7 separate regions of the Mus musculus genome follow, and all the other regions are linked to region 4. The links are chromatin contacts, called in public HiCAR-type, HiChIP or PLAC-seq and promoter capture Hi-C maps. All regions are on one chromosome and are shown on one strand. Each heading gives the region's core, a stretch centred on a gene start, on an enhancer-like site or on the middle of the called end of the contact. The rest is flanking DNA. Distances are from core to core; before and after follow the strand shown.

Region 1 (3,348 bases), core at 108-2,607, 2.6 Mb before region 4:
TAATGCTTCAGTACTTGCTCAGTGGTTAAGGAACCTGTTCTCTCCGAGGATGCAGGTTGGGTTTCCAGCACCTACATGGTGGTTCAAAGAACATCTGACACCCCTGTGACACACACATTTACACTCATAAACATGAATTAAAAAAAAAAAACCTGAACAAAAGCCAGCAAAATTTGACCATTAAGACGATTTATTCAGTTGTCTTAGGCATCTGCAATGGTGACTTCAACCTCAACTCCCGGCTCAATACTGATGGAAGTAATCTGCTTAACAATCTCAGAAGGACTATGTAAATCAATGAGTCGCTTGTGGATCCTCATCTGGAATCGATCCCAGGTCTTGGAACCTTCACCACAAGGTGTTTTTCTGGTAGTGATTCTCAAAGTCTGCAATAAAACAAAATTAGTCCATTTCTGAACCATTTTCTCTGTATGTTAACAGGTTTCAGCAACCTTTACTAGAGAGTTTTGGAGTTTGCTTTAAGAAAGGTATCATACTCAATCGCCACCAGACATTTGGCCCCTAATAACTTGTATTCTTAGGAATGTAAATTTAATCTCTGAATTTATTTGGCAATCAAACTCTGACCTTCCCCCTCCCCACCAGTCTACCAGTACTCGAGTCTACCTGTCCCTTACCTTGGTAGGCATGCGCACCGGTCCTTTCACTTTCAGATTCTTTTCCTTGGCGCCTCTGATCAAGTCCGCACAAACTGCGGGTTAAGAAAGCATGGTCTTTCAGTTAACTCAGAATGACTCGAGGCGTTTTAAACAAGTTCGCCTATCGGCTCAGAATAGCGTATAAGAAATATCACTATAACTCAATACGGTTGGTATCTCCTCATCGCCGACCGCGCCCCAGCGATCACCAAGCCACCCCGAGCATCGTACTGACCCTTCTCCAGCGACTTCACGTTGCGGCTGGTGAGCGTGATTCGAATTCGGTGAATCGCCACTTCGGGCTCCACGGGCGTCTTTCCGGTATCTTTAAATGCCTGTTATCACCCAGGCGGGAAAAACAAACAGCGACCCGTAAGTGGAGGCCCACTCCTACACAACCGCCATGAGGACCCTCTCCCGGGCCCTCGCCGCGGCGGGAGCCCTCTCCCGGGCTCTGCGCTCCCGGCGCCCCAGCAAGTCGAGCCCCGCCGACGCCCCAGGCCGCGTGGCGACGCCCCCCACCTCACCATGGCTGAGGCGCGGCTTCCTGACCGACTTGTTCCTCAGCAGGAGCGAACAGCGGTGAGTCAGGACGGAGCAGGCTGGCCGAGCTCCGTAGCGCGCACCGCCGGGGCTCAGAAAGGAGGGGCCGGACGGCGCCGGGCGCTTATAAAGCACGTGCGCATCCGGGTGCTTTGTGACCCGGAACAGGAACCGCCCCGCCCGCGAAGAGGTCGCCGTGGGGGAGGCCGGGCTGCGTCCCCGCCTAGTTGGCGGGAAAGGCGAGGACGCGCGCGCGCCCTCTGGCCTCTCGGCGGAGTCCCTGTCCTGACTCGGAGGACAGACGAAGCTGGAGCGGAGAAAACTCATGCCAGGTGCTCTCTGCACAAGCACCTACGGTCTTTACAGTGCGAAATATGCTTCGCATGCATACTCGATCAGCTTGCTTTTGTCTGACAAGGGAAGAGTTGTTTTGAGGTTAGCTGACACGGACCTTGGGGAAGAATGATCGTGACAGGGCATTTATTTACTTGGTGCTGAAGACAGAAGTCAGGGCTTAGCAGGAAAACGCACTCCATCCATGAGCTGACACCCTGAGTTCAATCTTGTGAATCCTTGTAGAAGGAGATAGTGGTTTTCGGAAACTTGTCTTCTGACGAGAGCTGTGGCACCCCCCCCACACACACACACACCCCACCTCCCCCCCACCCCCCATTAATTACTAAGCTTATATTCTAAAAATTATTCGGAAACTGCTTTTCGGAGCTGAAATGCCCTTTTGTGATATTTTGGCTTTGGGCTTCCAGGAATATTGGAAACGTCTATATCTGCTGGAAACCCAGGTTTAGCTTCAGTTAGTTCAATTAAGTGAAGGCAGAACTCTAGTCCCAGTGCTCTGTGGGGTCACAGGGCATTGTACCTGCAGCCTGGCCTGGAACCCATCTACCCAGTTTTAATATTCTCTTCTCTATGTTGCGATGGAGCTCCGTTCTGCTATGTTATGATGGCTGAGACCTCCGGGGACTCCTTAGAACGGAGCAGTTGTTCATAATAAAATTAGTGTCTGCGTACAGCAGAAAGAAAGCCAAATGTCCTCAGGTCAAATGTCCTAGGACGCAGAGGATGGTGCAGATTAATCTACACTACCCACTGCGCAAGGTCAAATAGAATGTAAGCCTGGAGGTGGGTTACAGACAACACAGGAGGAAATAACATTATTTTGTAGGTGAAAGTTACTTGCTCCGAGTTGCCAAACCCAGAGCACTGATTCCCCTCCAAGGAGAACTCCCTAAGCCATGTTCTTCTGAGCTTTGGGAGCGCCAGCACCGATTCACTTGCTTGGTCGGGATTCGACCTAACTAGGAACTGGCTTTCTGACTCACAGTGTACATGAAGTTTTGCTGTCATTGAACAATTAGGTAAGTGTTAAAGTTAGGGGAGTTTTCGAGTTCAATTATTTTTAAATATAATCCATTGACCTCTTAGACTACTAGTAGACTTAACATCAGAAAAAAGTCTAACTTTGTTTTTCTTTTCCTTTCTTGACTATTTGTTTTGTTCTGCTTTGTTTTTGTGTGAGGTAGAGTTCCTTTGTGTAGCCCTGGCTGTTCTGAAATTATTCTGTAGACCAGGCTGGCCTGCACCCTGAGATCTACCTGCCTCTGCCTCTGCCTCTGCCTCCTGAGTGTCTGCTTTTTTTTTTTTTTTCTTTTTTTTTTTTTTTTTTAAGACTTTAGTCTGGGCCGCTCTGGAATTTACAGAGATCTTCTTGTCTCTGCCTCTAGAATACTGGGTGGGATTAAAGGCATTGGCCACCACCATAGCTAAAACCTGCATTTTTATTTTATTAACTGTGACATCAACTTTAAATCTGCATAATGTATCAGTAGGATTATCTGGAACAAATAAAGAAATGCAGTCATACTGCAGCTTCCTGAGATGTGATCTGTATTCATATTAATTACATCTTCAGAGGCCTGAACAGCAATGCTCCGAGGCTGTCCAGAGATTGAACAGGGTTCTTGAGAAGGACAAGTACATACACACACCACACCACACACCACACACACCATACACACTGAGGCTGGCTCCAAATTTAAGATCCTTCCATCCTTCTTTTTCCAGTGCTACAGAATTACAGGTGAATGAAACCACTCCCAGCTAGAATTATTGACAAAAAACAAACCTT
Region 2 (3,406 bases), core at 608-3,107, 2.7 Mb before region 4:
CAAATTCCAATGCTGTGCCAGCCATTGACTGCATACACAACCGTCGTCTCAGATTATAGTACCTAGTGATGATGTCACCACCTTAGGCTATGTAAGTACAGCACACAGTGCTTGAACAATAGCAAGATCACTTAATGATTGATATCTAAGGATGGGTCCCTACTAAGGCATGACAACAGGCTAGCAGTCCACAGTAGCCTCTGGGATGCTGACTACAGTCTAAGGTCCAGCCCTGATCCAGCACACCCTATACACACACACACACACACACACACACAGCCTACACGAGTAAGAAGCAATATTCGGTTTCTGCATGCTGCAGCTCCTGACATGACTTCTGTTAGAAGCTGATACTTCTCATCTCTGACTTGTGTGCTTGGCCAAACCTGTGGCTCTGGGCTTGTGGGAGGGCAGGCTCTTCCGCTGACTGGTTATTGAAAATAATCAGCCAGTTGGCTGTTACTTGAGGAAAGTCTGGCTGACTGGTGAGTGAGTAAGAGCATCCCGGAAGCCTCTCTTCTTTCCCAAGGTGCATCAGAGAGGCTACATCTCAGGACTCATTTCCTGACACTGCAGGGCTGTTTGTCAACTAACAAGACAAGGCAGCCCTTCACCCCAGGTAGCATCATAATCTTCTGTGGCTAGGTTGCTAGGCTGATGTGGACCCCGTGGCTCACAGACCTCCACCTTGCCTGGTAGCTCTGCCTGTCCTCCCAGGAGAGCAGCACACTCAGCAAGGGTGTGTTTCACAGCATTTGCTTCAGTCAGAAACATTTTCAAGGCACCATTCTGGACAGAGCTTGGTCACGGGCTGTGGTTGTCATGTACCTCCATGGGCTTCCTTCACACTGCTGTTTTCTGAGGCCTTTATCTTCTCTAAGCTTCATTTGCATGTGTTCCATGGGAGTAAAACCTGCCTAGTGGTTGTTATTAGGGTCAAACATGAATTAAGTATAAAATCTGTAAAACACAGTAAATGCTGAACTAGTAGTGGTTACTATCTCTCTCACTACCTAACAGTCGCCATCATAATCAATACCCACCACCAGTACCACTATTACCACCACCATCACCATCGTTTAGAAGCTGAGCTCGGAAAAGCACTCTACCTGGAATAGAAAGCCAAAGTACACAAGGCTTGTTCAATACTGTTACTGCTTCAGAGAATCGCCTCCAAACGCTTTCAACAGGTGCCTAGCTTGAGTAGGTGTGTGTGGAGCCCTCCTAGCAAGTTCTTGGAATGTTCTTCAATGAGCTGACCCTGGGAATCCATGGCAGAGCATGAGCCCTTGCTGTCTGTGATGCTTGTATCTGTGTTTCCCACACAGGTTTCTAGTTAACTGAGTTTAGGCCTAAGTTGGGATTATTTCCAGCCTCAGCTTCTTTGCATGCCGTGCCCAGGGTCTATATAATTATTAGACTGTTAGCTAGGTGTGACCAGCATTTCAAAAAGGCAATAACTAAGGAGGACTGGAAACGGGCTCAGAGACCATCAGTAATGACCACACAGTTGTTTGTATCCCGCTGGGGCTCTAGAACCTGCCTCTGGCTCATTTCAGCAAGGGATCTCTCTGTCTCCTTAAGCCAAACATTCCATCCAGTTGTGTAACAACTGCTTGGCCCATTCTTCTGCTTAGTCCCAGCACGCTCTGCACTCTTCCACTTTCTTTGGCTTTAGTAAGTTTGCCTAAGGTTGGTGTGTCAGCGCAGTAAGAATAACTGAGGCATGATATATAAAATAAATAAATAAATCTTAAAACAAAAACAAAACCTTAGCTCATTTTACTGAGGGAGATTAGTAACAGCAGCAAAGTTGCACTAGATAAAAGTGAAATAGAAAAGATATACAGTGCGGCCTTTGTCTTAGAGGTGTTTATTATCTGGTTGCCGTGACAACAGTAAGCACCTGAACAGAATAAAAACAAAGGTAAAGCTACAACCCTTAGCTGCCAGTAGTGTTTGTGCAAAACAACACTGTAGAACAGGAGAAAGGTTCAGGGTGGGACTTGGTTGACTCTGGAAGGGGACCCAGGATGAGGCCTGGAAGGAAAGGAAGTGCTAAAGAGCTGCTCCTTTGCTGAGCAGTAGAGGGCAAGGGACTTGAGTGGGCTTCACAGCATGATGTAATGAGGCTGCTGCTCACAGTGATGGAGGAGTCTGGTCCTTCCAGATGAGCTGCTGCAGTTTAAGGCAGAATCTGGGGGGCAATGGACTCTATTAGAAGTAATCCTAATTGGAAGTGACTTCTAACTCTCTTAAACACACACACACAAACATACAGACAAGCACACACAAACACACACACACACACCATAAGCCTGCACACAAGCAAACACACGTAAACACACACACAAGCACACACAAACACACATCACAAACATGCACACAAACAAGCAAACACAAACACACACCACAAACATGCACACACACAAGCACACACAAACACGCACCACAAACATGCACATAAACAAACACAAATAAACACATACAAGCACACATGCACACACACCTTCATTCCTTATCCTTGACTGTAATTTGGTGGAACAATCCTCTAATTTATTTTAGAGCTCTGCCACACTTCCTGCCAGCACTAAGTGGCACCTTCTTCTCTCGAGGTCATTGTCTATTGGAATCCTTCATTCTGCCTCATGCCCTTGCTTTGTTGTCAGAGTATATTCAGTTCATCTTGAGGGACTGTGCTCAGAGGCTCTGGAGAGCTGGACCTACAGCTCTTCCTTAGCAAGATCTTGATAGAGTGAGTCTTACTAACAAGCACAGCCCTCATGTCCTGGTGCCTTATAATGAACTTGTATTATTAAAAATTCAATTTCTTCACTTCTTTTGTCTTAGTTCTGGTTTCTACCACAAATCATCATGGACTGCATGGCTCACACAACAGGCATTTACTTCTCAGAGTTCTAGGGATGTCCGGGAGGAAGTGCCAGCACATTCAGTTCCTGGCTCAGGCATGCACACATGCATGCACACATGCATGCACACACACACATTCTCCCTTAACAGCTATGGCTACCCAAGGTGGAAGGGACCAGGAAGCTCTCTGTGGTCTCTTGTGTAAGGACACCAAGTCTTCCATGATGCCCTGACTTATTACTTTACAACTGCCAACACATAAGGATCATATTGAGGGTCAGGGTATCAATATATGAATTTGGGGGCTACAACATCCAGAGAATAGCATATATTTCCTCACTTAAGAATCTAAGATTATGCCGGGCAGTGGTGGCGCATGCCTTTAATCTCAGCACTTGGGAGGCAGAGGCAGGTGGATGTCTGAGTTCAAGGCTAGCCTGGTCTACAAAGTGAGTTCCAGGACAGCCAGGGCTATACAGAGAAACCCTGTCTCGAAAAACTGAAAGAAAGGAAAAAAAAAAAAAAAAAAAAAAAA
Region 3 (3,503 bases), core at 783-3,282, 2.8 Mb before region 4:
GAGTGCCCCCATCACTAAGCCACAGGAATAACTCCTCAAACAAAAACAGTAGGAAGGTGGTTATTCCTATAATGAACAGTGCTACTGTCACTGTCCTGCTGAAGTGAGTTAGCCAAGACTTCAGGGGCTCAATGTAAGAGTGTTATTACTTACAGCCAGTGTATTGAAGAGGTCATTCAGAAAAGCCCAGAACATGAATTCTCAGATGGTGAATTCCTCCTAAGCAGTGGTTCCCACCCTGGCTAACACTGTGGACCTTTCATACAGGTCCTCATGTGGTGGGAACCCTCAACCTTATAGTTGTTTTCATAGCTACTTCATAACTGTAATTTTGCCACTGTTATGAACCACAGTTTAAATATATGTATTTTCCTGTTATCCCCATGAAAGGGTCATTCAAACTCCCCCCCGCCCCCCCCCCCCACACACACTCCCAAGAGGGTTGGGATAACAGGTTTTAAACTACACTGTTCTATACGATACTTGACAGATAACAGTTCATATGCACCACAGATTCCCAGGCTAACACACTGGCTACTCTTCAGCAGGACAGTGACAGTAGCACTGTTCATTATAGGAATAACCACCTTCCTACTGTTTTTGTTTGAGGAGTTATTCCTGTGGCTTAGTGATGGGGGCACTCTAAGAAGCATGCTCTTTGGTGATTTCGTCTTCTGGTAGACATCGTACACTCACTTAAACCTATGTGCTCCAGGTCACTCACTTTATGTCCTTTTTGATGCAATCAGGAGTCATGGTCCACAACGGTAGAGAGGACTTGTTGGTATCAGCATCATCACAAACGCTGTAGATCTGTCTTGCACTGTCACACTGAAAGAGCTATGACAGCTACGACACCACTAAGTGATACAGATTTTTCAGCTCCATTATAATCTCTGGCACCATCTTCATAGTCCCTGGTTGACTGAAAAATGGAGGGGCCAGGAAATGCTGGTGCACACCTTTAATTCCAGCACTTGGGAAGCAGATTGCTGGTTTCAAGCCCAGCATAATCTGCAGGGTGAGTTCTAGAACACCCAGGGTTACAACGAGAAACCCTGTCTGAAAAAAAGAAAAGAAAAACAACAAAACTGGTGAATCAGTGTGCTCACAAATGTTAGTCTTCCTTCATTAGTAACAAATGACAGCTGTACTGGACTTTGTTACAAGGTACCTGTTCTGACCTGTTGAACTGCAATTAGGGAATCCCAGAAAACAGAAGTCAGATTAGCATAAGTGGGTATCATAGTGACTGAGGCTAATTGCATATCTTGGTTCAGTAAGGGGCATTTATCAAGTCAAAATTTGGTTTGAACAAGCAATCTTACAACACACACTGGTTATGTACCTACAGTATGCCAAGTACTGTGTACACATAGGAACACAAGGACACAGCATTTGTTAGGAATGCAGTAATGTTACCAGGACCACATGCTAATCAATGCGAGCCTGCTACAGAGGACAGTTCTTGATAAGTAGTCTTAGCTCCATTTTCCTGGAAGCTTTCAGCTATTGGCATGCCCTTTAACTCCATAGCGAGTTCCCACTCCTCATTCCAGTGAATATCTTCAGCACTCCTTGTACACCTTTAAGGAATTTGATGTTTTGATTGTTAAAGCAAAGATTCCCCCTCGCCATACCCTCCAAACATCTACTCGCTGATACCGGTTTTTTTCTCTCTGGAAGCTCCAAACACACACAGAGAGTGCTGCTTCTGCTCCCAAGACACAGTGCATTGAGGAGTTGGGTCCTAAGGAACAGTGAAGTAAGGTGAACGTTTTCCACGACCCTCGAGAACCCCTAGATCTTCCACGCAGCCCTGGGGAGAATGTTGTTTCCGAGGCTACCGCCACTCTCCCAACTTGCGGTCTGGGTCTCCAAAGTCTGTTTGCTTGTAAAACCCTGAGCGATGGCTACACCAAATACCAAACCTTGGACAGGAACCAAACGGTCACTTCCCCGCCCTCCCAGCACAGTATGCAAATTCGAGCACCAGGAAGTAGCTGGGACCTCTCGGCCGAGCCCAGCGACAGCCAGTTCCTCTCCCACCGAGCCGGGCCTGGGCGCCTCCCGGCCAACGTTCTGCAGCTAATAGGTTGCTGCAGGCCGGGCACTGTTCCCCGAGCAGTGTGCCCGCAAGTCCCGGTCACGCGTCCTAAGACACCGGCCCGCAGCTGCTTCCCAGGCGGGCCCCGCAGGGCTATCCCGTCGCGTGAACAGCTTTTAACCGAAGTCACCGTGGAGTTCCGCCGCCCCGAAACTTCCACCACGAGCGAGTAAGTCCGGGGCTTGAGCGCAGGGTGGGTGCGTAGGGTGGACCGGGCAGGGACCGGGGCTGGGTCAGAGACCGGATCACAGGTCGCTTTCTTGGCTTGGGACTCCGGGTTTCGGTGCAGCCACGGCGCCCGCAGCAGAGGTCGCGCACTGCTTCTTGGTGGCGCTCGCGCTGGCCCCGGGTGGCGAGAGCATCTAGACTCCTTCAGCCTTGGGAGACTGTGACTCGCCGGGGCGATCGAGCGGGGACGCGGGGGCGGCGACTCCGCAGGTGTCCGCAGCGGAGCGGCGCGGAGGCGTGGTGGGCAGTGCGCACAGGGTGGGCGCCCCTGGGTCCTTGGCGTCAAGTCTCTCCCATGCCCCTCTCCAGCTTCTCTTGCCTGGCAGAGAGAAGTGGCCTGAGTCCACTCCGAAAGGGAGCGCGGTGGGGATTCCAGAGGGAGTCATCTGGGATCCAGTATTTAGTGTCCAGATCGGACCTTGAGTCCCCAGGGATGAGAAGGGGGGTTTGAACCCAGCCCCTCTCTAAGGTTGGCTGACAGCTGAGGTCCCTGTTGACTCGAGGCAAGGTGGTGACGTCGAACGGCTGCCACAGAGGCTGTAGCTTGACCTCCCGCGTAGCTCGACTTCTGTCAGCCCGCAGAGGAGTAGTCCAACGCCTTGGCCAAGAGGAAGCTAGAGTTATTTTAAGAATTCAGGGATGCCTTTCCTTCTGAATGGGGGAAGGGTGTGTGCGACAGTTCCCACTTGCCTGCCTTATCTTGGCTGACTATAGTGACTTCCCTATGCTGTTGGTGTAGTGTTTTTTGTTTTTTGTTTTTTTTCCCAATAGTCCCCGCTACTTGGGGTGCTTGTGGTTGTCTCTTTATTTATTGGAGTACCGGTGTTTTTGTTAATTATGCTAATCCGCCCAACTTCTTTGCTGTTCAGAATCCAGGTGGGAATCTAGGCCCTGCATTCTCTCAGTGACTGCGAATTATTGAAGTTCCCGGTTTGGGTTTCCGCCTGATTGACTATGAACCTACTTCATAGGTTTAGTACACTGAAGGTCCTTGAACATTATATGAATATAATGTTATATGAAAGTTACTTGGTACAACTGATCATCTATAAAATCGGAGGCCTTTGGTGGTTGGCAGTTTGGCGATTTTTAAACCCGAGACCACATGTCTGAGTGAGCTAGCTGACTTGAAAATCTATCTAATAAAACACCTGAAACGTGTGCTGTG
Region 4 (3,222 bases), core at 167-2,666:
AAAAGTTCCCCTTTTTAAAAATGGATTCTATGATTTATAAAGAATCTGCTTGGTTTACGTTCAAAATAAAAATTTGGGGTGATCAGGAAGTAGAAATCAGCTGCTGGTGCTGAGTGTAGGGAAGAGTTGATGCTGGCAGCTGATAAATGTTTGGGCTGGGAGCACTCCTACCTTGGAGTACTGTGAACATATGTACATAATATGTAAACAAACCAGCATTTGCTGGAAATAACCGGGGCAGCGAGTTCCTCTAACATTACAGAGCAGCGTAAGACGATTAAAATAAGTCAGAATCTACGACAAAACACCCCCTGTCCGATTTCGCTGTTTATCACAGGATTGTTACAAATGACTAAGTCCTAGAAACATGACAGGCCACGCGTTTAAAACATTTCAAATGTTAATCTGAATGCTCTTCAATGTAACACAGAGCACCAACAAGTCTTAACAAGTCGTCGGGTGCCAGACAAAGAAATTCCATTTAAATTCCGGAGGTGGAAAGGTAATTTCAGCGCGGACCACCCTGCCAGCCCACTACATCTTAGAGAGAGATGCGGGGCTTGGGGAAGAGGGCGGGTTGAGCAATAGCTACAGGTGAAGCCTCCGCAGAGCACCCAGAATAAAAGCTGCACCTGCATTTCCTGGCATAGCCTGCTTCGCTGGATCCACTCAGCAACAACGTGACCGTCGGATCCCGGCTCCCACAGACAAACCCGCATCTCAAAACAAACAAACAAAAATGTAGCCCGCGTTCCCGCTGGAACCACAGCTGGGTCACAAAACCAACCGCCCTGGGAGGGACCCACGGGGCGGAAGTGCGCTTTCCTGTGCGGGGACGGGATCTGAGGGAGGCCGGAGCTCTACCCACGTCCTCCCTGGGCCGCGGCTGACCGCGGCCGCCCCGCCGCACGCGCTTCCCCAACAGCCTCCCATGCAGGGCGCGGAGGGTCGGTGGGGAGACGCCGGCGTGGGACGGCGGGCGGGCGGGCGCGGGGACCGCCCTGCCTTCGCGTCCCCAGGCGCCCCCGCCAGCCGGGCCCACCCGCGCGCGGCTCTGCGGCCCCGGAGGCGGCCGCGGCCTGCAGGAGAGTCCCCGGCTGCCGCCCGGCCCGGCCTCCCGCCCCGCGCACCTCTCCTTGGAGTAGAGCTGCAGCTGCTGCTCGCGCTGCCTCTTCCGGGTGAACGCCATGGAGGCCCAGGGCTCGCAGGCCGCCGACTGTCCCGAGCAGTCCCGAGCGGCCGCACCGGGCGGGCAGGCGGGCGGGCGGCCGGGAGCCCCACGCTGCGCCCCAGGGCCCGCGGCGTCCGGACGGCGCTCACCGCAGCATCCTCGCGTGGGGACTCGGGCGACGCCGTGACTCAGGCCCGGAGGAGGGGCGCGCAGTGACCTGAGGCCGCGGGAGCCGCGTCCTACACTGCCCCGACTAACCTCTGCAGCGCTGCTGCGGCGAGGATACCTCCCACGTGAGCCTGAGACCTGCCCGGGAGCCCCCCAGTTCGTTGGCGGCGGGGATTTGAAATAACAAGGTTTTTGGATGTTTAGTCCCAAATTTCAGTCTTTGAAATAAATAATCGATGGGATTTTATTTTATTTTTTTCGCCCGTGTATGGTGTAGCGGTTCTTAGTAATATTCATATTTAGGTTGCAACTATTATCACAGTGATGGGATATTTTTACTATCTCAAAAAGAAACCTTTACCTTTTAGCAATCACTACTCCTAGGTGCATCTCCACAAACCTTTGCCCTAGAAAACAGTACTTAACTTTCTGTCTCTGTGAATTTGCCTAGCCTGGACATCTAGAATAAAAACATCCATACAATATGTGGTCTTTGTGTCTGATTTCTTTCATTTAGCACAATGCTTCCAAGGTTCGTCTGAGGTATAGCACAAGTCAACATTCTATTCCTTTTTATCACGGAAGTGTATTCCATTGTATCACACACTGCATTCCTGTTAATATATTCAACAGTTGCCAGGCACAGCAGTGTTCCCACCTTTTGGCTATAAGCATTCACGTACCCGTTTATGTGTGTAAATGCTTTCATTTCTGTTGAGTGAAGTCGAAATCAAAGGGTGGAGTTTCTAGACTGTTTTAATAAGTCCATCTGTGAACTCTGAAAGTCTGCTACTGTGCTTTCAAAGTATCCATTTAACTCCCACTAGCAGTAAAGAAAGGTTCTTACCTTCAACAATACTTACCTTTTATATTCTGTCCTGCCAACTATGACTCGTATTTCATTGGGGTTATGATTTCTCAATACCCTGAGAATACGCTGGATATTGCTTACCTTTAAGGGACTCTCAAATAACAAGCCTCTAAGTTGTGTGTGTTGAAACACTCCTAGTGTTGGCTTAAGAATCAAGTTCTGCAGGGTTGAAAAAAAAGCACAACAATGGCAACAATTAGCTGTCCTTCATCACTGGCAGCATGTGGGGGAAGATCGGAAGTCATAACTGAAGAGACCTGAGTACCCTATGTCAGTGAATCTCTTCCTTTTATCCGAGTGCTGCACAGACTCTGTAACTACCCTAATGGTCCTTGGGAACGAGCTTGTGTGCATGTGTGCACAATGACATAAGATTATGAGAATGGCTAAGATACCATCTGAAAATTTTCTGTGTGGCAAATAGTATAGTAGATGCTATGGACTCAAAGGAGAGAAATTAATTTGGCTGGAATAAAGTAATTAAAAAATAGACCAGAATCTAAGTTTTCTTTTCATTAAACATTGAGGAAAGATGTGGTCCTGGTAGTGGTGGAGAGTGACAGAGTCTCTCCTTGGCCAAATTCTATCCAGGTCCTGAGTTCTCTCAAGCTTTGATCTTAGCTTACAAAAACGGGGGACTTCCATCTCGTTCCCTCTCCATATTAAGAGCCTTAAAGCTCTGGCATCATTTCTAAGGGTTCCTCCGGATGGCCCTAAGCCCCTTTCAGTACCTGTTCAAAGCTGCCAAGAGATCTTGTTGCTGTCCTCAACTACTGTCTACATAGGCTGGAACTCGTGTGGGGCTGGGGAGATAGCTGCCAGCAAAGTATCTGCCACATGTGGGCGGGGATCTGAATATGCATCCGGGCATCCATGTGAGAAAAAAACAATTAAAATAATGAAGCATATCAGGTCCAGCCTGTAACCCCAACACACTGGGGAGTCTGAGGCAGTAACTAACTGGCTAGCATGGCTAGTGAGTGCTGGGTTCTGTGAGAAGCCCTGGCTTTGA
Region 5 (3,443 bases), core at 602-3,101, 2.7 Mb before region 4:
GAGAGAATGTTCCCATCATGCATATTCTTTCCCTTGCTGTCTGTCCGCTCCTTCTTTCCTGACCCTACACCAACTGCTTCCGCTTTCCAACGCCCTTAGCATGTTACATTTAATGATTTTGTTTGTTCAAAAAGTCACCGGAGCCTCTCTTCCGTCAAGTGTGATTAAGTCACTCTACTCTGGCTTTCTTTGCTGTAGGGGACAGGGAAGGAAGCTGGGACACAACCATTGTTTACCTGCCATTTAAGAAGCATTTAGCATCTGGTATTTTACTTAGTTCTCACAATAGCCTTGGAAAGAGTGGAATTATCTGAATTCACAGATGAAGTAAATACCATTACATTAAGAAACTTTTCTGGTGTTTATGTGTCTACTAACAAATGAAAGTTCCAGGTGGGACCTGATTTCCCCATACTATGGCCTTTTTCTGCTTTACAGCAGGAAAATGGTTGTTTTAAAGCAAGAGTCTTTTAGCCAAAATCCTTCGAGTTTTTCCCGATTCTTAATGAAGTAGGGTGGGGTTTGGCTCAGTGTTTGGTGTAGCTATACCTAAAAGTAAAATAACTTTGGGAATTAACATTTATTGATAATTTATTATAAACCAAAAAAATATGGCCATAAAAGTATGGGTTCTACTTATAAGCTTTTTATAAACCACGAAACATAGTTCATAGAATTTCTGAGTCTGCTTTGATTCAGTAAATGGTGCTTGGCCACTGCCTTGGTGACAGGTAGCCGTTGTGGTGGTGCAGGCTGCACGGTCTCCTTTCTCTGTTTAAGGTACCTGCAAGGAGCATGGAAGCAGACAATTGTTTGCCCAGAGACCTAGAAACTAGTGATTTTGTTTGTGTCAGAGTTCAAGATGCCTCTCTTCACTTAAGTATGATGATGTCACAGAGGTGACAGAGGTGACAGAGGTGAAGTTGCGCCTGCCCTCAGGGTGTGTGCAGTGGGGTTAAGGAATAGTTGCACCTGTTTCCAATACTGAGGGCTCAATGCACACGTAAAGTCACATTGTGAGTTATTAATGTTGGTACTTGTGACTGAGGAGAGAAGAAATACGAGGCAGAGGAATGTGTGAGCTGTGGAAGGCCAGCTGGCCAGGCCTTGCATTTGGTTTGGAGGGCTGGTTAGATTTGCCTACATGGGAAGAGCTTGCTCAAGTAGAGATGAGGAGGCAAGATGACCGCATGTTCATGGGTTGAAATCTCTGCCTCTGACAGAAATTTTCTGCTGGAGCCATGCAGATGATTGACAGTTAGGCTGGAGAGGGGTATTGTCAGACTGTGAGCAGTACGGTGTCTATGTGAGTGTGTACTGCTCACAAAGAAAGGCAGGACTCTTTGATCTAATGAGAGGTGATTGTAAGGACAGTACTGAACACTTACTGCCTATTTATCCTACCAAGTAGCCTTTATTGTACAATAGCTATGCAAGGTTTAGAATGTCCTTCATTGACAATTCAGTACTGTACACTACTGACAGAAAGTGTGGCCTTCATGGACCTACATTTACATGAGAGATAGATTGATGATAAAATAGGTAAATTCTCGGGCTGGCATTAAGGAAGAACAAAGAGAGCTGTGAGCTGGGAGGACACTCGGAAGAGAGCATCACATTTTCAAGCTTGTTTCTCTGTGTGTCCTTTGTATTAAATCGGGAAGGTAATAGATGGGAGGAAGTCTCTGGAGAATTTTAAATGTAAAATAATGTTCCTAGTCATAACCATAGTACAGGGCAGAGGGAAGACCAATGCCACGGGGACCAACTGGTGGGCAACCGCACCTCTACATAGATCCTGTAATCGTTGATATCATGTAGGTCTGCTGGGGGGGAGGGGATCAACGTGGGGAAGAAAATCAAAAATTACCATTTTCTCATGCATGCCTTCCCAGAACTCAGAACCCAAATGTAAATCTCTCACAGAATTGATGGGACCTGAGGGGACTGGATTTGACTAGGAAATGACAACACTGGACAGCTGTGGTTTCCCATGCTGAGTGGACAGTGTGGTGAGGAATTTAATTAAAAATGAAAATTCGGTAGAATTTTGTGATATGCTGTTGAAGTACATACATAAAGTAAATAATGTCGAAGTAGTGTCAGGAGTAGTGTCAAGGCATTTAATTCTAGCACTTGGGATGCAGAGGCCAGTCTGGTCTACAGAGTGACTTCCAGCAAAGCTAGAATGACACAGGTAATCCCTGTCCAGAAAAAAAAAAAAAGAAGTTTTCAAACTTCCAACATACTACAGAGGTACAAAGTATTGTATTTTATTTTAGCGTTGGGATTTTTATTGTAATATTACATGATGTTTGCTTGTGTTTTGTGTTCTTTAAACCTTAAATTTTTCCTTTTAGTTTTATCTTACTGATTTTTACAATGCATTTACTTATGTATTGCTTATGAGCCAGGGCCTTCAGTTTAAGTAGCAGAAGATGACACTGAACTGATCCTCCTGTCTCTACCCCAGGTGCTGGGACCACTGAGCCAATTTTACATTTTATATATATATAAAAAGATATGGTCTGAAACTGAGTGACAGCCTTCCCTAGAGTATTAGTCCCCTGGAAAGCCAGTAGTGTCTCTGTCTGGACTCTGAGCGATGTAGAAAGTGAAGGCAAAATTGCTAAGTGCCAGCCACTGCCTCAGTACTGGCTGGTGGTCACATGCTGTGTGTTCCTAACACCATACTCAAGATGTATAGCCTCTGCCAGCCTCACCCACACAGACTAACCCCTGGCTCCTATTTCTCCCAAGTACTGAGTCACAGCTTCTCTGGCACTCTTGGTTCATGGTCCTCCAACTACAGTTTTTTTTTTTTCTAGTAGTCCTAGAATGGAAGATATTCTGCGAGTAGTGAATCCAAAACTGGAATACATTTTGGATATAAGGACACAATGCTGTTTGAAAAGATGTCATACATTAGAAGGAAGAATCCTATTTCTGTTATATTTTAATAATCACAGTCACTCGCAAATGGGTCAAGTGTATCTTGACATGAAACTTCTCAAACTGTCCTGTTTCTGTTCCATTGATTTGCAGTTGACACTTGCTAGTTTTGAATCACACCAGACACAGCCAACCTGGTTTCACAAAGCTAAGATGTGAGGGAGGGAGGTGTACATAGCTGAGCCAGTGCTGGAACAAGCCTTCACCATGGCATATCCCCTGAAAGCTTGAGGTCCCCTAGAGCATTCTGTCACTTGGTGCCCTGAGGTGGCTTGACCCCCAAGAGCCATCCTTTTATATCATCTCTTCTTGGCCTCATTTTTAAGAGGAACAGCTCTGAATCTGCACTGGCTTTTGCTTCTTATTTCTCATTTTAAACTCCTGGGGTCTGTTAAAGTCTCTCCAGGACACTTCATTGTCCTGCAATGTATCGTTTAGCCAGTTAGTAAAGTGTCTTATTTGTTAAGCTTTGAGAATCTTGGGCCAGGTTC
Region 6 (3,174 bases), core at 308-2,807, 2.7 Mb after region 4:
GAGAAGATAGTATACCCTTTAATCATGAAGGGCACATTCTAAGACCCTCAGAGGAAGCCTGAAACTATTCATCCTACTGATACATATATCCTTAGGTATATTTAATATATTTCTACATATACACACCTAGGTCAAAATTTAACTTATAAATTAGTAAGTTAAATCTATAAATTAACCTACAACAAGGTTCAGGAAAAGGTTAACGAGAGCAGTAAGACAGAAAATTACAACAAACGTTAATAGTCATTTTCTCTTGTTTTCTAAATGTCTTTCTGAAAGTGTAGATCTTAACAATGTTACTAGACGTTTTGTTCTTTTCTTATTAAGCTTATTATTATAGCACCTTCCCATTTATCAAAAGCACTTTCCAACTTGTCTTTGGCACGCCTAAATTCCTAGCATTGCCTGTCTTGCTCGAAGGGGTTGTTGTACAAGTAAATTTGGTTTACTGAGCACAAACTTTGTGATACCTCAATAAGCGAGCTGAGGGTCACGTGAGTAACGGGAAGGTAGCCTATATAGTGTGGATACAGAGAACAAAGGTTCGATTCTCATTCCAGATAGGAAGGGACTGGATACTGTGAAGTGTCATTGCCCCACTTAGAATAGCATTCAATACAAAACGTACAACTTACTTATGTATGGAACTTTCCACGTAACATTTTCAGAACGTGGGTGAGGACAGATAATTGAAACCTGGAAAAGAAAGACTGCTGGAGTGATGTGGGTTGGGCTAGCTGAGTAGAGGGATTGGGTTCCCATTGTGAGGATTTTATGGGGCTTGTGGCTGGTGGCATACGTTTGTATTTTATCCTCAGATCCGACCTGTCCACCCTATGCACTGTCGCTCTTTTCAACTTGACCTCATTTGACCTTGTCAGGCATCTTCAACATCCATCAGTCCTTCAGGGAGGAAAGCCTTTGGACACATGGCTTCTCGCCATTATTGGTGTGCAGACAACTTGAAAATTGGCAGAGGAATCCATGCTGGCGAAAGAGCAGTTGAAAGACCCTCAGAAGAGGTCGGGATGCCCTTGGAGGAGGTAGAAAACTTCATGTGTTCCACGCTTCTCACAGCCCCGCTGGGCTCCTGTGGCTTCTCAGTGTCTCATTTCCAGGCTATGCCGGTGCTCCACTCGCCAGCAGAGGGCAGCATTGAGACATCAACGAAGGCGGACTTGGGCGCGCGACCGCCGGGAAGCAGAGCCTCAGGATGGCTGCTTGTCGGAAGCTTTAACCTTTTAAGCAATTCTCCGGGGAGCCCTTCCTGTCATGTGTGGGCTGCCCTAAAATGAGCAGGTGATAGAAATGAAATATTAAACAATTCTGTTCTGCAAAATGAAAATGAGTTGTCATTTAGCATTTTTATCAGTCGATGACACATTCTTCCAGCTTCAGAAGGATTTTGTGAAAATGCAGGAGACAGTGAACTCATTTACCACCAAATCCTCAAGAATCACACGTGGGGGCGCCGTCATCAGGGGCAGGGGTGCAGGGCAGGCCAAGGCTGAGCCTTCAGGGCCGAGGGGCTGGGATCTGGGACCTGTGACGCAGGCCAAGGATGCAATTGTCCTGGATAGCAATACCGAGGAAGCAGGCACATCTCCAGCAAGGCTGTGTGTGGCCAGGCAGAAGGCAAGTCAGCTCACAGAATAATGAAAGGAGCTGAAGGTGGTGAAGTGAGGGCTGCGGGCAAGCTCGCTGGTCGCAGGAATCTCTTTCATACTGCTTTCAGAAGCACCAGCAGTGATGCCGAGCAGGGTTTTGTTTTTGTTTTTGTTTTTGTTTTTGTTTTTGTTTTTGTTTTTGTTTTGTGATTTTCACCTAGTGGCTTTGGTGGCAGCGAAGTCCACTCTGAGCTCAGGCTGTCAAAAGGGCGCTTTGCAGGAACCTGAGAGGGTCTCCAAGCAGAGCTGCAGGGAAGGGTGGGCCCCAGCCTTCCCCGGAAGCTCTTCAGCAGATTAAATCATGGCGTCTTTGGTAGAGGATTCCTGGCTGCCACACAAACAGCCCCTGCTTCCCCGTTTCCAGTGCGATTTATTTCTCTACAGACGGTATTGATTCTTTCCTCTATCCGATCGCTCCTGGGCCTGTGTAAATGAAAGCCCTCTTGTGTAATAGTCATGCCTATAGCTGGGCGATTTGGGCAGGCAGCTGCGTGTTACATGACCCTGTGAGAAGCGATGCATTTTGCTGGATAGATACAGTCGAAGCAAATGTTTGCAACTCATCTAGCAGCCCAACCTGTATTTACGAAATATTCACCCTGTTTTTTTTTTCCCCCTTTGAGTCAAAACAGCTCAAGAATATTTCTGTTATAATATTCATATGAAGGGGCTAGTGGCAGAATGAGATCATTATCTGTTGAGCCAGGTGCTGCCCTCTGTGTTACTGAGGGAAACAATCCAGACTTGTGCTCGGTTTGAGTTCATTTGAACTCATCCAGATGGGACTAACAATAATACCTGTTCCAGGTGGGTACAGATGCATCTGACATAAAATGGACCCAAAGCATCTGCCCCCTTTGGGTCCTGCATAGTGTGAGCCCCATTCTCCATTAGCCCCTCCTTTTCCTCTCCTTTCCTCCTTGGTCTCTCCCTTTGATTCAGTAAAGTGATCTCACTGAGACATTGACACCAAGAGAGCCTTGACCTCGCTTGGATATTTATTACTTAAGAAAGGTCAGTGCGATCAATAAAGGCATCAAACATATTTCTGGCTTTTTTTTTTTACTATTTTATTTCTGCATTTATTTATATAGTAGATGTTGACACACACACACACACACACACACACACACACACACACCACATTCTCTTTTCCTCCCCACACCCTCATAGCGTGTAGTAATGGGTATATGTTAGCTAGCCACTACCCACATTTGCAAACCTCTTGTGAAGCCCCAGGTTGTGTGAACACGGACTGACATTTTTATCTTTGTTTTTCTGTTTGTACATAGTATCAGGAGTAAATGAGATTTTGTTCACTTCTCTCCACATCTGATTTGATAATTTAAACCAAACCAATCCAAACTAAACCATCTACTCGATCCTTGCCTTCCCTCCACAGTAAGGGTGGAAGTCAGCTGCTGATGTAAGGGCATAGCTCGGCCACTGTGTGATGATAAAAAAAGGTCTTGTTTCGGGCTGAGCTCCTGTGGGGCTTCCCTCTCTT
Region 7 (3,699 bases), core at 272-2,771, 2.9 Mb before region 4:
CAAAAAACAAAAAAAAAAACTATTAGTTGAACAGTAGATTTATTTCTAGAGTCAAAAGATTTATTTCTAAGTAGTCAAAAAACCCAAATAATCCCATTAAAAGGGGGGCTTGAATAGTCACTGGCTATCAAACATATGAAGAATAGATAGCAACACTGTTGTTGCTACTCTTGACTGTCAGCTTATGGGTTTAGAACCACCTAAGAGACAAACCTCTGAGAATGTCTGTGAGGTTGTTTGGTTGGTTTTGCTGTTGTTAATGGAGGTGGGAAGTCTCACACTAACTCTGGGTGGTGCCATATCAGTCTCTCATACAAGGAAGTTAATCTCAAAGATTAACAGCGAGTCAGGACAAGTGCAGGGAAGTATATAGACATGGTGATTTAGTGGGTGTGGAGCATAGCCAAAAGGAAGACTTAACTTTTAAAGCACAGTAGGAAAACTGGATTACAAAGTGAGTATCCAAAAACAGCTAAGAGAGAACAGTTTGAATGCCCCAACACAAAGAAACAGTGTCTGAGGTGAGAAATATATCGTTTCCCCGGATCTTCTCATGAATGTATCTTCTCATGATCTTCTACATGCACTGAAATGCTGCCCCGTGACCCAGAAATATGTAAAATTATTACATGCCATTGGCTTTTTAAAGAATTTTAAAATGTTTTTTTTTAATCACCTGACCCTGTGGGGAGGATGCATGAGTGAGCATGTGAAGGCGGAGGACAACTTTCATGCACCCGTGAATGTTTTGTCCCTTTAACCAACTCGAATAACCAATAAGCCTTCTCCTCACACCCATGTGTCACTTATCAATAAAAAGAAAACAAACAACAAAAACCCCTTGAGTTCAAGCTTCTTTCTCCGGGTTCTGATGTACATTACCTTGCAAAGATTTTGTTTTTCAATATAAAAATGCTCTTCTACTTTTGGTTAAAGTCCCCTACTCTTTTAATGACTACTCTTCTACTGCATCATAGTCTAACTCTAGTCACTCTCTCCAATAATGCTGTAAGACATTTAGTTATTTTTGAGACAGCATCTGTGTGGACCTGACTTGCTCTGCAGACTAAGCTGGCCTTGATCTCAGAGAGATCTGTCTGCTTCTGCCTCCCAAGTCTGAGATTAAAGGTGTATACCACCATGCCTATCTATAATTCACATCTAGACTGGTATATTGAATTTAGGAGTTATGAAAGGAAGGAATACTGCAGTTGTAGATATACTGCACGGCGCAGGCGCAGAGGCCGGGAACTAGTCCGGCTTTCCGCTCCGGGCCCCGCGACCAGGACACCACGCCTGCTACCGGCTAGAACAGCATGGAGAAGTCCATGGGGAGCTCGACGCACCTGACAAGAAAGTCACAGGAAATCGGCGACCTCGGCAGCTGGTCGGCGGCAGAGCCGGGAGAAGCAGACACGCGGGTAGTGCCGGTTTCCTTTAACTGCCTGAGAGGAAGAAGGCCGAGCCACATTGGGTGTAGGACCGTCGGTCGCCCCGCCCCTTCCGGTAGCTGCTGTCGCTGCTTCCGGTAGCGCGGCTGGCTGGCTCCCGGCTCGAGCGTCCCCAGGCGCGTTCCGCTCCTCTGCCCGCGCGAGTTACGCCTTTCTGTCTTCAGCAACAGCGCCCGGCCCAGTCGCGGACAACACCAGAGCGAGCCCGGATAACGAAATGTGTTGCGAGAAGTGGAACCATGTGGCCGAAATGCTGCTCTTCATTGAAGACCGCGAGGAGGAGTACAAGATCCTTTGCCTCTGCTCCCGGGCATTTGTGGAGTAAGTCGCGACGGTCCTCTCTCACTTTCTGTCCTTGCTCAGGAATGGGGGTGTCGCAGAGTTAGAGAGAGGCTTTCCAGAAAGCCACATGACCTGATGTCTAAGAAACTCGAAACCCCGCGGGCATGAAGGAATGTTCTACTGCAATTACTAAAGGGAAGATTAATATAATTTTGATTTTTTTTTAAATGTGGTACCTTATATGTGTCATTTCGGGTTTCCATAAATGAAGGGCCAATCTCAACATTGGTTGAGTCGGGCGAGATGGCCCAGGTATTGGCCATGCAGAAGGATAGCAAATTCAAGACCATCCTGAGCTATACCAGTAAGATGGAGTGTGAAGTGTAAACTAATACAAATAGATTGATGAGATGAAGGATCAAATTAGAGCTCTATTTGCAAACTGTAAAATCCTTTCCAACAAAAATTTATGTATCTGAAACGTCTAATTATTTGAGATAAAAGTGTTAACTGTTTATGGCAGTTTTAGAGACATCTCTGGGGGAAATGTTGGTTTCATGTTTAAAATTGCCAGAATAGAAAGTACCTTCTGGTGGGAAAAGCATTGACAAATTTTAAATTTGAAGGTACTCATTTTCATTATGTACTTGAGGGAAGATATCTGAAAGTTTCCTCAAAAAAGAAATATAACACCATGTTAAATTTAACATTTAAAAAATGTACTAGGCTCATTTGCACAGGTCCTGCTGGTTCAGAGTTGAACAGTCTTCTAGTGGGGGAGTGAGGATGATTATAAGACCGAAAAGAAGACTCAGAGACAAAGGTTAGAAATCCGGAGGGCTGCAGGCCTGAACCACACTGGCCCCAAATGTATTTCTCATAACCTTAATACACTTTACAGTATCATGGGAAACAAAGTCACAAACTAGCACAGACAATGGCTGACAGAGAATGGATATCTGTTCCCATCCGGAGGCCTCCCTGTTCCTTCCACAAAGATTAATCGAACGTTCAGCCTCTCTCCTTGAGCCTCAGTTGTAGCTTTTTGTTCCATGCCGTTGGCAGGCCAGGAAATCTGTCAGCCTGACCTGCCTTGACTCCGCCTAACAGACAGGCTTTTACAGAAGCAGACAAAAATGACTCCCAACGCTCAGGTGTACATTTAATTCAGTAAAGTTCTTTTTTATGCTCCTATTAGATGCTGGTAGGTAATGGAATATAAGATGGGACCAGGCTGCGCTGAATTCACTTTCTAAGCAAAAGAGATCAATATTGCACTAAGGTAGCGGTTTGCACAATTACTCAGTTAACTCAACTGGATAAGAGACATGTCTGTGGTGCTTTGATAGCAATCTGGCAGGATGGACAGTGAAAAATATGAAGCCTTGGGAGAGGAAAGGAACTCCTCCATTTAGAGTCTTCTTGAAGTGCCTTTTTGGCAGAAAGTCGAGAAAACCAGTATCCTTAACAGAATTTTATGTAAAAATGGCCTGAGTGAAAACATTACTTTTATGTAAAAATAGTTTGAGTAAGTATTAAAATAGGCTGGTGTGAATACTCACGCCTTTAATCCCAGCACTCAGGAAGGGGGAGGCAGAGGCAGGCTGATCTCTTGAGATCGAGGCCAGCCTGGTCTTCAGATAGGTTTTAGCACAGTCAGGGTTCTGTTACACAAAGAAAGCCTATCTCAAGAAGAAGAAAAAAAGAAAAAGAAAAAAAGGAAAGGAAGAAAAGTTGGACTGCAGCAGTGAGGTGGCTCAATGAGTAAAGGCATTTACCACCAATACTGAGGACCTGGGCTTGATCCTCAGGGTCCACGTGGTGCAAATAGAGACCCAACCCTAAAGACTTTAAGACATGGTCTTACCAAGTGACTGAGTGACTGGCTGGCCCAAAACTCACTACGTAAACCAGTATAATTTCAAACTCACAGAGCTTTGCCTGTCTTTGGCTCCCAACACTAGGA

What was found. Promoter capture Hi-C pulls out the DNA fragments that hold promoters and counts their contacts. HiCAR-type assays count read pairs that join an accessible place to other places. HiChIP or PLAC-seq counts read pairs in DNA pulled down with a chosen protein or histone mark.
Region 1: a HiCAR-type map of astrocytes shows a contact between it and region 4, with 6 times the contacts expected there. The contact joins the promoter of Rps20 here to the promoter of Nsmaf in region 4. A contact is called at or near these places in 5 of 39 promoter capture datasets (the C10 cell line, cranial neural crest, embryonic stem cells and 2 more) and 1 of 115 datasets of contacts at active chromatin or transcription factors (astrocytes).
Region 2: an H3K27ac HiChIP or PLAC-seq map of extraembryonic endoderm stem cells shows a contact between it and region 4, with 24 times the contacts expected there. The contact joins the enhancer-like site here to the promoter of Nsmaf in region 4. A contact is called at or near these places in 3 of 39 promoter capture datasets (hippocampal neurons and liver) and 2 of 115 datasets of contacts at active chromatin or transcription factors (extraembryonic endoderm stem cells and pro-B cells).
Region 3: a promoter capture Hi-C map of pre-B cells shows a contact between it and region 4. The contact joins the promoter of Lyn here to the promoter of Nsmaf in region 4. A contact is called at or near these places in 3 of 39 promoter capture datasets (liver and pre-B cells).
Region 5: a contact with region 4 is called in a promoter capture Hi-C map of liver, with 4 times the contacts expected there. The contact joins the promoter of 6330407A03Rik here to the promoter of Nsmaf in region 4. A contact is called at or near these places in 3 of 39 promoter capture datasets (the C10 cell line and liver).
Region 6: a contact with region 4 is called in a promoter capture Hi-C map of the HPC-7 cell line, with 10 times the contacts expected there. The contact joins the enhancer-like site here to the promoter of Nsmaf in region 4. A contact is called at or near these places in 9 of 39 promoter capture datasets (the 3T3-L1 cell line, the C10 cell line, the HPC-7 cell line and 5 more).
Region 7: a contact with region 4 is called in a promoter capture Hi-C map of pre-B cells. The contact joins the promoter of Tgs1 here to the promoter of Nsmaf in region 4. A contact is called at or near these places in 4 of 39 promoter capture datasets (the 3T3-L1 cell line, the C10 cell line, cranial neural crest and 1 more) and 1 of 484 Hi-C or Micro-C datasets (B cells).

What each region holds. Positions count from the first base shown.
Region 1 is chr4:3,834,298-3,837,645 of GRCm38.p6, forward strand. It overlaps Rps20 (ribosomal protein S20), which reads right to left and starts at 1,358. Exons shown (of 4, transcript NM_026147.6): 1 at 1,187-1,358; 2 at 895-994; 3 at 639-712; 4 at 1-386. The coding sequence starts at 1,189. The coding sequence ends at 204. It overlaps Gm32823 (a long non-coding RNA gene), which reads left to right and starts at 1,352. Exons shown (of 5, transcript XR_881078.2): 1 at 1,352-1,637; 2 at 2,386-2,578. It overlaps LOC115490074 (a small nucleolar RNA gene), which reads right to left and starts at 849; the gene lies at 782-849.
Region 2 is chr4:3,777,009-3,780,414 of GRCm38.p6, forward strand. The region is part of intron 10 of Lyn (LYN proto-oncogene, Src family tyrosine kinase); the gene reads left to right. Among named protein-coding and RNA genes, the nearest start is that of Gm22781, 18 kb to the right of the region's middle. Within about 2 kb of position 1,858, at least 33 of the 459 cell types and tissues checked have an H3K27ac peak or open chromatin away from gene starts, as enhancers often do. A contact at or near this core is called in extraembryonic endoderm stem cells, where this site is marked.
Region 3 is chr4:3,676,089-3,679,591 of GRCm38.p6, forward strand. Lyn (LYN proto-oncogene, Src family tyrosine kinase) reads left to right here and starts at 2,033. Exons shown (of 13, transcript NM_001111096.1): 1 at 2,033-2,276. It overlaps Gm42250 (a long non-coding RNA gene), which reads right to left and starts at 2,020. Exons shown (of 5, transcript XR_881076.3): 1 at 725-2,020.
Region 4 is chr4:6,452,855-6,456,076 of GRCm38.p6, forward strand. Nsmaf (neutral sphingomyelinase (N-SMase) activation associated factor) reads right to left here and starts at 1,417. Exons shown (of 31, transcript NM_010945.2): 1 at 1,131-1,417. The coding sequence starts at 1,189.
Region 5 is chr4:3,713,113-3,716,555 of GRCm38.p6, forward strand. 6330407A03Rik (RIKEN cDNA 6330407A03 gene) reads left to right here and starts at 1,852. Exons shown (of 1, transcript NR_028126.1): 1 at 1,852-3,443. The region is part of intron 1 of Lyn (LYN proto-oncogene, Src family tyrosine kinase); the gene reads left to right.
Region 6 is chr4:9,134,829-9,138,002 of GRCm38.p6, forward strand. Gm50597 (a long non-coding RNA gene) reads left to right here. Exons shown (of 2, transcript XR_001784233.1): 2 at 882-1,345. Gm34288 (a long non-coding RNA gene) reads right to left here. Exons shown (of 4, transcript XR_881105.2): 2 at 636-696. Among named protein-coding and RNA genes, the nearest start is that of Gm34288, 6.2 kb to the right of the region's middle. Within about 2 kb of position 1,558, at least 95 of the 459 cell types and tissues checked have an H3K27ac peak or open chromatin away from gene starts, as enhancers often do. A contact at or near this core is called in the HPC-7 cell line, where this site is marked.
Region 7 is chr4:3,573,358-3,577,056 of GRCm38.p6, forward strand. It overlaps Tgs1 (trimethylguanosine synthase 1), which reads left to right and starts at 1,522. Exons shown (of 13, transcript NM_054089.4): 1 at 1,522-1,772. The coding sequence starts at 1,669. It overlaps Tmem68 (transmembrane protein 68), which reads right to left and starts at 1,496. Exons shown (of 8, transcript NM_028097.4): 1 at 1,347-1,496.